2 separate regions of the Rattus norvegicus genome follow, and region 2 is linked to region 1. Evidence: chromatin contacts called from public Hi-C data. All regions are on one chromosome and are shown on one strand. The core of a region is the stretch at or near the end of the contact, and the rest is flanking DNA. Distances in the headings are between cores, read along the strand shown.

The links. A called contact is a pair of places that touch in the nucleus more often than the background predicts.
Region 2: a contact with region 1 is called in a Hi-C map of liver, with 2.7 times the contacts expected there. The contact joins two enhancer-like sites. A contact is called at or near these places in 7 of 12 Hi-C or Micro-C datasets (the A7r5 cell line, frontal cortex, kidney and 3 more).

The regions. Positions count from the first base shown.
Region 1 is chr4:12,588,559-12,593,945 of GRCr8, forward strand. Kmt2e (lysine methyltransferase 2E) reads right to left here. Exons shown (of 26, transcript NM_001100851.2): 3 at 4,751-4,865; 4 at 2,773-3,002. Among named protein-coding and RNA genes, the nearest start is that of Kmt2e, 28 kb to the right of the region's middle. Within about 2 kb of position 3,118, at least 4 of the 93 cell types and tissues checked have an H3K27ac peak or open chromatin away from gene starts, as enhancers often do.
Region 2 is chr4:12,661,434-12,667,274 of GRCr8, forward strand. It overlaps LOC120102473 (a long non-coding RNA gene), which reads left to right. Exons shown (of 2, transcript XR_005504116.2): 2 at 1-5,841. Among named protein-coding and RNA genes, the nearest start is that of Kmt2e, 45 kb to the left of the region's middle. Within about 2 kb of position 3,943, at least 78 of the 93 cell types and tissues checked have an H3K27ac peak or open chromatin away from gene starts, as enhancers often do.

The DNA.
Region 1 (5,387 bases), core at 1,868-4,367:
TAAAAGGTAATAGTTTAAGACATTATTAATATTTGAAGATGCCCATGCTAAAGCCCTTACAGAATAATCAGCCTGCCAACAGTCTGAGGAAACAGAAGAAAATGTGTCCTTGTACATTTACCAACTGTCAGCTATGGAAAGATGACCAAAGGGGGTCAACATACATGAAGAGAACTGTTCCTTCTGTGAAATCAGAAAAGGAGCAAAGATAAATCATATCTTCTGTTAACATTTAACAATTTTGGTTGCATAGTGTTAACAGAAAGCTAAGGAAACAGAAAGAAAGAATAACAAAGTCATTTCACACTTAAAAAAAGAATAGAATTATAGCAATTCCAAAGACACCAAAGAATCAAACAGGCATTCTACTGGAAAGGAATTCAATTTAGTTACTGTGAATAAAATATATGGACAAGTATGAGGTGAACTTCTTAATATGTTGTCATTGACAAAAGTTCAGGCACCTGAAATTGAATTTGATTTTTTTTAACTTCAAAACCGAAATCTTAAAAAGAAGAAAAAGAATTAGTACTACCTATTCCATGCACTTTTTTAAAGTTGCATTGTGTATTATGAATGTCTGTGCACACACGAGCCATATCCCAAGTGTGGAGGTCAGAGCACACCTTTCTGAAGTTGGTCCCTCTTCCCCTACCGTGTGGGTCCTAGAGAACAAGCTCAAGCTTGTCAGCTGGGCAGCCACCGAGTCATCTCCCAGCCCTGTGCAATGTCACTTCTAACACAAATGTACTAAACTAAATGGTACTGTTACTTTTTACTTCTCAACTGAGATTCTTTTAGAAGGTTTAAATAACAGATTATGTCAAATTTATGAGGCTATGTCATACAGGAAATACAAGCAAAGCTAGAAATTAAAAAGCAGTGTTCTAGATGTCAGAAGTCAAAACAGTGACTATGGGAAATAGGAACATGAAAAAATAAAAAGAGGCAATGTAAACAAAAGAAGAGAGATAAAGATTAGAGAACAAAATAGGCTGAGTAGAAAAGTGGAGGTTGGGTAAGGTGACAGAAATAGACAATAGTCATAGTACGAGAGTCACTTCAAGCCAAATACCTAAAATAATCCAAATACGGGGTTGGGGATTTAGCTTAGTGGTAGAGCGCTTGCCTACCAAGCGCAAGGCCCTGGGTTCAGTCCCCAGCTCCGAAAAAAAGAAAAAAGAAAAAAAAAAATCCAAATACTGTGCCTTCAAGAGTGTGTAGGTAGCTATGAAAAATAAAAACAACGCAACAAAAACCCCTAGGGCTATCTGCATGAATACCAAATAGTGATAACCATTTATTATATGTTAATCTGAGTAACTAGATCAAAAAAAAAGCCAAATGTTAATTATGCATTCAATAAAAATATAGCTACATAGAAATGTATCACATTTAGAGATCTTTTATGTGATTACAATAAAAATGGATATTTTCAAATAGAAGGCAGAGAATACATCTCCAAAGTCATTTACTTTTGTAAATTTGCCTCCTCAATAAATTTACCAGTTATTACTTTTTTAAATTTTTTTACCAGTTATTACTTAAATAACACAGGTAATGAGAATGTATTTCTAAATTTTAAAAGTACCACAGCATGTTATTATTAAAATTATTTATAATATTCTATTTTAAGAAAACCAAATTTCACATTCTAAATTAATTTCCTACTTATTGACAGAGATAAATGAAACTTTTTGAAACACACACATTTCTATCAATGACACTTAGAGGCTAATCATTTAATCCAATTTATGGAACAATTTACAAACAAAAAAATTTACAGTTGGCTCTCAGTTGCAGTTTAATTCACATTTGAATATGAATTTATAAAGCCATGCTACATCAAATCAGATAATGAAGCTATGCTCTAAGGACCAGGACCAGGAAATTTTGGGAAGCCATAAAATTTCTTGCCTTCTACAAGGTGCTCCCCATCCTATTCAGGGAATGCACTTATTAACTTTAAGCTGAAATCCTATTGTTCCATCTGCATTCATACAGAGAGAGAGAGACAGAGACAGACAGACAGACAGACAGACAGAGGGAGAAGGAGAGGGAGAACAGAAAGTGGGGAGGAAGGGAAGAAATCCCACTTTCTCTCTCTTTCTCTCTTTTTTTTTTCTTTTTTTCGGAGCTGGGGACCGAACCCAGGGCCTTGCGCTTCCTAGGCAAGCGCTCTACCACTGAGCTAAATCCCCAACCCCCCACTTTCAGTCTTAATCACGTTCTCTAAAGGAGACTGAGCATTCTTGGTGGTAGGAGAGGAGAGACTGATTTTGGTTCAAGAAGACTCCAGAGTGCTGTAAGGTTCAAGCCAAAGTTTGTGAGAAAATAAGATCAAACACTGATTAGGATCCTATAGTATAGTTCAAGACTAATTATTGGCTAATTCATATGTAATTAAGGGATTTCTAATAAACTATAAGGCACTTCTTTTACTTTTTAAAAAATGTATTTATTTCGTGTGTGTGTGTGTGTGTGTGTGTGTGTGTGTGTGTGTGTGTGTGTGTCCTGGAGATGGACCTACACATCGTTTTGAGCTGCCCCATGTGGGTGCTAGGGGTTGAATTTGTGTCCTTTCCAAGACTAGTTTGTTACTGCTGAGACATCTCTCTAGCTCTAAAATACCTTTTTTTAAATAAGGGAGGCAGACATCCTACCTAAAAAAGTAATTCATTCCTTCAAAAAATGACCTAACTAGCATTTCCAAATTAATAACCGAAGGTTAAAAGCATTTAAGCAGCATGAACTAGTGGTGTGAAGTATTACCTGCATTTGTCACAGCAGATCATGTAGCCGTCATCGTGTGTAAAGCCACATATGCACCGGGTCACGTCAGTGCCGTAGCTCCCATCTTCAGACGTGCTGATTGTAGTAGCACTGGAAGTCTCGTCAAAGTGAGGAGTGGTGAATATGCCTACTTCGTTTTTGCTAATGAGACCTGATGGAGGCGGGGATGCTGGAGGTGTTGGAGGAGGACGAGCACCATAATTATGGTCCTAAATAACAGAACAGACAACAGCACAAGACACACATTTCAATGACATAAACTAGGTAAGTTAAATACAATCTGAATACTTAATAACATAGTTGGTCCGTTTCTTCCTTAATACTGTTAAAATAATGACATAAGACTAATAATTAAATCACGGGGTAAGTTAATGTCATTTTCTAGTAGATGAAAGTCACCTTCTTCACATCACATGACATTTCTTCTCCCCCACCACAGCAGAGACTACATTTCCTGTGTTCACAGTTTCACTTTCAAGAACAGAGCAAGTCTATGATGTGAAATAAGGGTAAAAAGCCCAGGAATAGAAAAGTTAAAGAACAGCAAAGACTGGGCTGGAGAGATGGCTCAGCAGGCAAACTTGCTCGCCACAGAACCCAGCAGCCGGAGTTCAGTATCTGGACCCATGTGAGGGAAGAAGAGAACCCACTTGACCTCTATACACGAATCACAGTACACACCCTATCCTCCTGACAAATGTAGTTAAATAGCAAACAAAATAGTACTGTAAAATATAAAATATGGGATTTCATTTCTGGTAATTTTTATTCTCATCTAAATAATCTCTCAGAACTGTACTTTTCTAGTACTCACAAATGTATCTACCAGTACTGCAACTCTCTGAATCAAAATATACAGGACCCTCAATAAGAAATAAATTAAGGGCTGGAGAGATGGCTCAGTGGTTAAGAGCACTGACTGCTCTTCCAGAGGTCCTGAGTTCAAACCCCAGCAACCACATGGTGGCTCACAACCATCTGTAATGGGATCTGATGCCCTTGTCAGGTATGTCTGAAGACAGTGACAGTGTATTTACATACAATGTAAGTGCAGTGTACTTACAAAAAATAAATAAATAAATCTTTAAAAAAAAAGAAATTAAGGGAATAAGTTTTTATATCCTCTTAGCTGTAAAACAGGGGTGAAAAGTTCAAGAGTTTGTTTTAAAGATTAAATGAGCTATTATACATTATATAGACATATATGTTTTATATATGTTATATATGTAATATATATATGTAATATATATATATTTTTTTCAACATAAAGTGATACATAACAGTAAGCCGGACCCAAAGAGACAGCTCAACAGTTAGGAAGGAGCATATGCTGCTCTTCCAGAGAACCAGTTTAGGTTCTTAGAACCACACCAGGCTGCTCATGACCACTAACTCCAGCTACAGAGACCCCAGCGCCTCCTTAAGCAGATGCGCTACACACCCACGTGCAGGCACACTGTAATTAAAAATGCTAACAACAGCCAAGTGTGTGCCTCTCCCAACTCTGCGGAGGCAAAGGCGGGCCGATCTCTGAGTCTGAGGTTATCCTGGTCTACACAGCTAGTTCCAGGGCTATACAGAGACCCTGTCCCAAAAAAACAAAAAACAAACAGAAAAGGATAAAATAAACCTTTAGAAAAAAATAGCTACATACTTTACTAATTACTATATAATTTAGAATTAATAGTAAATAGTACATACAATGTAACCTTATCCATAATCTTTTCATTAAGGTTAAAAATATACCAAAATAGAACAACTTAAAAAAAATAACTAAAGACTTTCACAGAATTTTATTCCCTTAACAGCATAGTTAGGTTAAAGTATAAACTGTACACTTAATTACACAGAAAATATGAACCAGCTGTGCTTTTTAAATATGAAGCACATACTACACACGTCTACTTTCAACTCCCAGCTTTACAGAAGGCCTTCTGAACAGACAGTTAACACTTACCGCATAGGGCAAACCAATGTAGCTGTGTGAATGATGGGAGCTGCTGGTATATAACTGGTGGGGATAACTGTTGGATTTCTCAACTACCACAGGGCTAGCTTCTACGGATTCTGGTCTAGGGGAAAGAAGGTCCATCAATTAGAATTCCATTCATTTTTCTGTTTTAAACTATTAAATTCATTTAATTACTTAATCTATTAAAATTGGTCAAGTGCTTATACTAAAATATTGTTACAACAAATACAATGTCTATTTACAGTACATGCACAGCTTGTGAGTAGATTCATCCTATGCAGATTGTGTCAAAAATATCCTCATGCCAAGTTCAGTCACAGTTGCCTATCATTTAGAAAGTGTCCAGTGCTGGGGATGATGGTGTGTATGCTGTATTCATAGCGCTGTGGAAAGCTGAGGACGGTGAATCAAGAGTTCAGGATCAGCATGGGCTACAAGTGAAAAAATGGTTAAAAAAAAAACCCTCAAAATTACTAGAGACGAAGCTTTATGCCATCTACCCAGTGTCATTAAGAAATATGCAAAGGGGTGGCCAGAGTAGCAGAAATGGTTTTAAGCAAAATTAAAGATGGATGGAGTCTATGCAGACTCTGGCTTGAATGTTAAGTATGCATTTCAATGG
Region 2 (5,841 bases), core at 2,693-5,192, 74 kb after region 1:
AAAAAAGCCAAAGGGGGCGGGATGGGGAAAAAGGAAAATAGAAGTATAGTTTAACCCGGAATTCCCATTTCAGTGGGAGGAAGAAGAAATAAAATTGAAAGGAAATAAAACCAGTCTGTTAAATAAACGTGTACATTCCAGGTTCATTGAGCACTGTTGATAAAAGCCCAAAAGACAGAGAACGACCTAAATGTCCATCAACCAATGAAAAGCCAAGCACCCAAGAACAAGCAGCTTGTGATCTCACTCCCACACGGAGTCTGGGAAAGTTGATGGCTACTGCATAAAGTGTGCTCAGCGGGGGAGGGGATTGGCCCATGGAGCACCGTTTCATCACTGAGAACTAGTTACAGTTAGGACGAGGCCTCCTGATGGCTCCTGCTGCTGGCAGATAATAAGTTTGCACTGTCTCAGGACACTAGAAGAGAAGACGTGGGTGGTTTTTACCATGTGATTGAGAAGATGGATGCTTTACCTGATAGTTAGAGACATGTTGAAACATCGCGTGGTGTCTCTTAGTATATTCAGTTCTTATACTTTCTGTTCCAGCTAAAATATATTTAATCAGTCAGAAAGTGAGCCTCAATATATCTCAGGATCTTTATGAACATGTAAAGTGACTTGCCTTTTCCAGCTCCACGATATTCCACCATGGCTGCCTTCTACAGATGGACAATTGTGTTGTTTCCAGTCTCTCGCTACTGCGTAAAGTGTGCTCGTAGCTTTCAAGCACAAAAGAGAAAATTGAATTAAACCTCCCAGGATCGGGTTGGGGATTTAGCTCAGTGGTAGAGCACTTGCCTAGCAAGTGCAAGGCCCTGGGTTTGGTCCTCAGCTCTGGAAAAAAAAAAAAACAAAAAAACAAAAAACCACCCAGGATCCTCCGCCCATCCTTGTTTTAAAGCCGGCCCTTCCTACAGTTCACCAATTGCTAGAGCAGTGCGGTCTTCTACTTTATGGTTATCCTACTTTGCATAAGAAATATGGTGAGAAGAACTCAGCTGTTCTCTTCAGGGAAGACCCATGGTGTGAGGGTGAGAAATCGGCGACTTATAGCTCTCTGTGTCCCTGCTGCCCAGCAATCCTTTTCCTCTCCTTGCCTTGCTAAGACAACCAATCAGGATTATACAAATGCCTTGTTTGGTTCAACATTTCTTCCACCATTCAATCCTAAGCGTGAGACCACATTGGCTTGAGTGCCTCGTCCCCACGGTGGTGTAGGAAGCTTCCTGCTCCACTGACTTCGACAAATCTTATAGGAAGAAGTGTGCACTCTGTTCCAGACGCCATGCTGTGAGCTACAAGCAGTGACTATGGCACACGGAACTGTCTGTTCTCCTGGCTTTCTGATAGTGGTGCTGAGACACTGACCTGCTCAGCCATTTCAGTCAACACACGAACATCTCTTAGTTACTCCTTTTTTTTTTTTTTTAAGTGAAAGCTTCATTATATAGCCATCTTCACTCTGCGTCTCTTCAGTTCTTGGAAAGTAATGAAAAAAAAGTCCATAAAGTTTAGTACTTTCAGATAGGGCTTCACTCCCAAAGGCAAACTTGCAACCCCCCTCCCAGCTATATAGAATGTAGAGCCAAAGGAGGTAATCACCTGATTCTAAGGGTTAGCAACGACTGGCTAGGTTTATGTCAACTACAAGCTAGCATCATCAGAGAGGAGGGAGCCTCAGTTGAGAAAATGCCTCCTGAAGATCTGCCTGTAGGTAACCCTGTATGCTATTTTCTTAATTAATGATTGGTGGGGAGGGTTCAATTCATTGTGAATGGTGCCACCCCTGTGGTCCTGGGTTCTATAAGACAGCAGGCTGAGCAAGTCATGGTGAGCAAGCAAGTAAGCAGCACCCTTCCATGGCCTCTGCATCAGTCCCTGCCTCCGGTTTCCTGCCTTGTTTGTTTTCCTTCCTGACTTACTTCAGTGAACAGCAATGTGGAAGTGTAATACATCCTTTTCTCCCCAAAGGTGGTCATGGTATTTCCTCACAGCAGTGGTAACCTTAACCAGGACAGAAATCAACCTTTCCTTTACACACCTCTCTAAATCAATTATGTCTTATTCTTTTACATTTATTCTGCTTTGAACTCCCAAGCTCTTTTTGTTACCATAGTCACTATTCAATAAATATTTACTGGGTTCCAGGCACCATGCCAAATCTGTATAAAAAAAACATGTAATTTTCCCTAATAGAGGGTAAGTACTATTATATATGTTGTGAGGAGGAGGACATCTAGACTTAAAGAAGTTTAGTAACATGCCTGGGTTGAACATCTAACAAGGGCAGATACAGTCAGAGAAGTCACAATGGTGCAGTAGGAAAGTCTCTGGCACGATTAATAAACTACAGCTGGAACAATAACTGATAAACTTGGTGTTTATTTTTGTGCTTTATGCATGTTGTTAGGATCTGTAAAGATTCTCCCTCACCCCTGGCAGATCTTCCGTGTGGAAGAACTTCTGCCGCAGGATTTCTGACTGATTCCAGGAAGAGAGGTGGAAGTGTTGCTGGTGGCTGAAGAGAATCTGGGCTGGAAGAGGAGCAATTTCTCTCTCTCTCTCTCTCTCTCTCTCTCATATGTCTTCTTTTATTAGATTTTTTTTATTTACATTTTAAATGTTATTCCCTTTCCCGCCTCCCCCGCCCCAGAAACCTGCTATCCCATCCCTCCTCCCCCTGCTTCTATGAGGGTGTTCCCTCACCCACCTACTCCATCCCACCTCCCCACCCAGACAATCCCCTACCCTGGGGCATTGAGCTTTGACAGGACCAAGGGCCTCTTCTCCCATTGATGTCCGTCGAGGCCATCCTCTGCTACATATGCAGCTGGAGCCATAGGTCCATCCCTGTATTCTCTTGGGATGGTAATTTAGTCCCTGGGAGCTTTGGGGTGGGGGTGGGGGTCCGGTTGGTTGATGTTGTTCTTCTTATGGGATTGCAAACCCTTCAGTTCCTTCAGTCCTTTCTCTAATGAGGAGCGACTTCTTAATGGTGATTTGAGGTGAGAACTGGGAGCATGCATTTCAGACTCTCTTCATCAGGTCAGCCAGACTCCTCTCCCCTGGCGTACAGAGTGAATTCCTGGGGGTGGGGGAGGAGGAGTAGGAAGAGAGGAAGGGAGGAAGGGGGAGAGAAAGCTGAAGCGCACAAAGTCCCCCAGCCTGGGAAACAAAACAAACAACTAAGAAATTATATGAGAGGTCTGTAGTCCCAAGTGTCCCTGTGTTCTGAAGGGAGGAGGTGGGGGCCATCGAGGGGGCAGAGGAAGATTTGGTATACATGAGTGAAATCTGAGAAAGACGAAGTGCACAAGAACAATTTAACAAGGAGGAAACAGACGGAGTGTTCCATAGCAAAATGAAATCAGAAGAAGAGAAACCTGAGAAACAGGAGAAGCTTGTGCTGGTGAAGGTACAGGAGACTCACAGGTTGGTACTTAACCAGTGATGGAGATGCTGGCACAGGCCGGCTCAGGTCCAGCGCCTAGTGCGACCAGATGAAATCACTCTCTGACAATACTGCTTGCGGTGATACTGGATAAAGGATCCCGAGCTAGGCTGAGAGGTTTGGAACCCCAATTTGTCAAAGTGAAGTTGCTGTCTGTCACCAGCATTGGGATTTATCTGTCTTCTGCCTCGTTTCACAGCTACGGGGCAGTTCTTTGGAAGCGGGGAGGCTCCTCTTAAAACAGGAGCGCGAAGGTACGTGAGGTAGCAGAAGGTTGAGATTCCTTGGGTAGAGCTGAATTAAAAGGGGCCGAATGGTGCTGCTAAGTATCTTCTCATCCCTAGAAGGACTTTCCTTATCACTAACAATACTTGGCAATTACTGTGAGTTGTCGAAAATAAGCTGAGATACGGTGACTTTGAGTCACAGAAGGCTGAGTACCTGAGTGTGCCAGTCTCTGTAGCCTTCTCATCCCGTTTGGAATCCTGTAACATGAGCTAGCTTATTCCAGCAGTTATGGTGCTGGGTGGTAGACAGTCTTGTCAGCCAGCTGTGCACACACCGGTAAATACTGTTTCTTAGGCAAAGGTAATATTTTCTATAGTTGTAAAATCCCATTATACTCTGTTGGCAAAGAAACATTAAGAACTTTGTATAGCTTTTAAAAAAGCAACTTTTTTTTTAGAGAATAACTTTTAAGTTTAAAAGAAAGGGGTGTGTGTGTGTGTGTGTGTGTGTCTGTCCAGGCTGTCTGATCTTGGCAGTTCTTTCCTGCCCAAGCATTCTAACTGCGAGTCAGTGATGACTAGGCCTTGACAGCGTCCTCTTGGCTTCCTCTGCGTCATCGTAGAAGCCATTCTAATGCCGGCTTTTCCCCTGGTGGAGCTAGGCCGGGTCTCTAGGGGACACAGCCATTTGAAACTCCCTGCGGTTTGAATGGGCTGGCCCAGCTGGCAGAGGCCAGCAGCTGTGTTGCCTTTGGTTGCATGGCAACACAGCACCCCACCCATCTTCTGTTCTCTGAGCAGAGGCTCAACGCTACACTGCAGGAGCTCTGTCTGCCCTTGCTGTCTCACAAGGACCGGAAGAGGATGAAACACCAGTCAGTGCCGGGGGAGTTGCGACGGAAAAAATTTTTTCCATCTTGGTCAAGTCGCCATCGGGAAATCATTCAGACTCAATATTGAGACTGATACAGGGCGGTGAGTGGTGTTTCTCGAGCAGGCTTTTCTGCTTGCCGAGCAATGCCCGCCCTTTGAGAACAATCAGCATCATTTAACCTGGCAGGGTTGACAGAGCTTGGGGCAGGCCTTTGATAAGTCTCATCTGCTTCTGAAACTCGGTGGTTTCATACAGGAACACTGCAAAAAGAGACTAGAAACAGGAAGTGAAAAAAAAACCCATTTCTAACTAATGGAAACTACCTTTTGCTCACCTGCACCTGCATTCCTGCTAAACATCATTTAAATTAGTGCAGAGGTCTACCCTTCTAGGTACTATCCCCAGATGGTATGTAATCTACAGGGGCTTTGCCACTGATCTCGCATTGCCTGTCGCCATAACAAAATCTCTTAGTCTCCTTCACGTTCCTCAGAAAAGAAACAGCTTGCTCATGGTGGGGAGGAATTAAATTTGGAGTCAGGGCATAGTTCTCTCTCTCTCTCTCTCTCTCTCTCTCTCTCTCTCTCTCTCTCTCTCTCTCTCTCTCTCTCTTTCTTTTTTTATGACAGGGGTCCCCATTACCTAGCCTGGAACTCAGCCACGCAGCTGAGGATGACCCTGAACTTGTGTGTTCCTCCTGTCTTCCCTTCCTAAGTGCTGAGATCACAAAGGTGTGTCCTTGTGCCACCATGCCCGGCTCAGAAGTTCTTTCAGTGTAATTTTTGAATAGCTCCTGAATAGTAAGGAACAGAGAAGGAGCTGTCTTTGGTCAACGAGAGAACAGAGACGAGAGGAGTAAGATGAGGACAGCTGGAAGGTGTACGTCAGAGTGCGTCAGAGGGAGCAGCCGGCCAGCCAGGCTCAGAACTCCCTTTCCCTCCAGTCCTTGGCTTCACAGACCTGGCCACCATTAGCATAAACTTTCTCACTAAGGTGGGGGAGGGTGGCTGAGGCTCTTGATGGCACTGTGCCCAGAATAGAAAATGTGGTTGTTGGCAACTATATCAAAGGCCACGTCTCTGCTCCTTTAGAAACCTTTCCACCTCTGATTATCAGACCCCAGAACCAGCACGCCCACGGCCCACGGAAACTTTGGAACAATAGGCCTTGCCCTGCCTGTCGTGTGTGTGTGTGTGTGTGTGTGTGTGTGTGTGTGTGTGTGTGTGTGTGTGTGATTTATTTATTTATTTATTTATTTATTTATTTATTTATTTATTTATTTATTT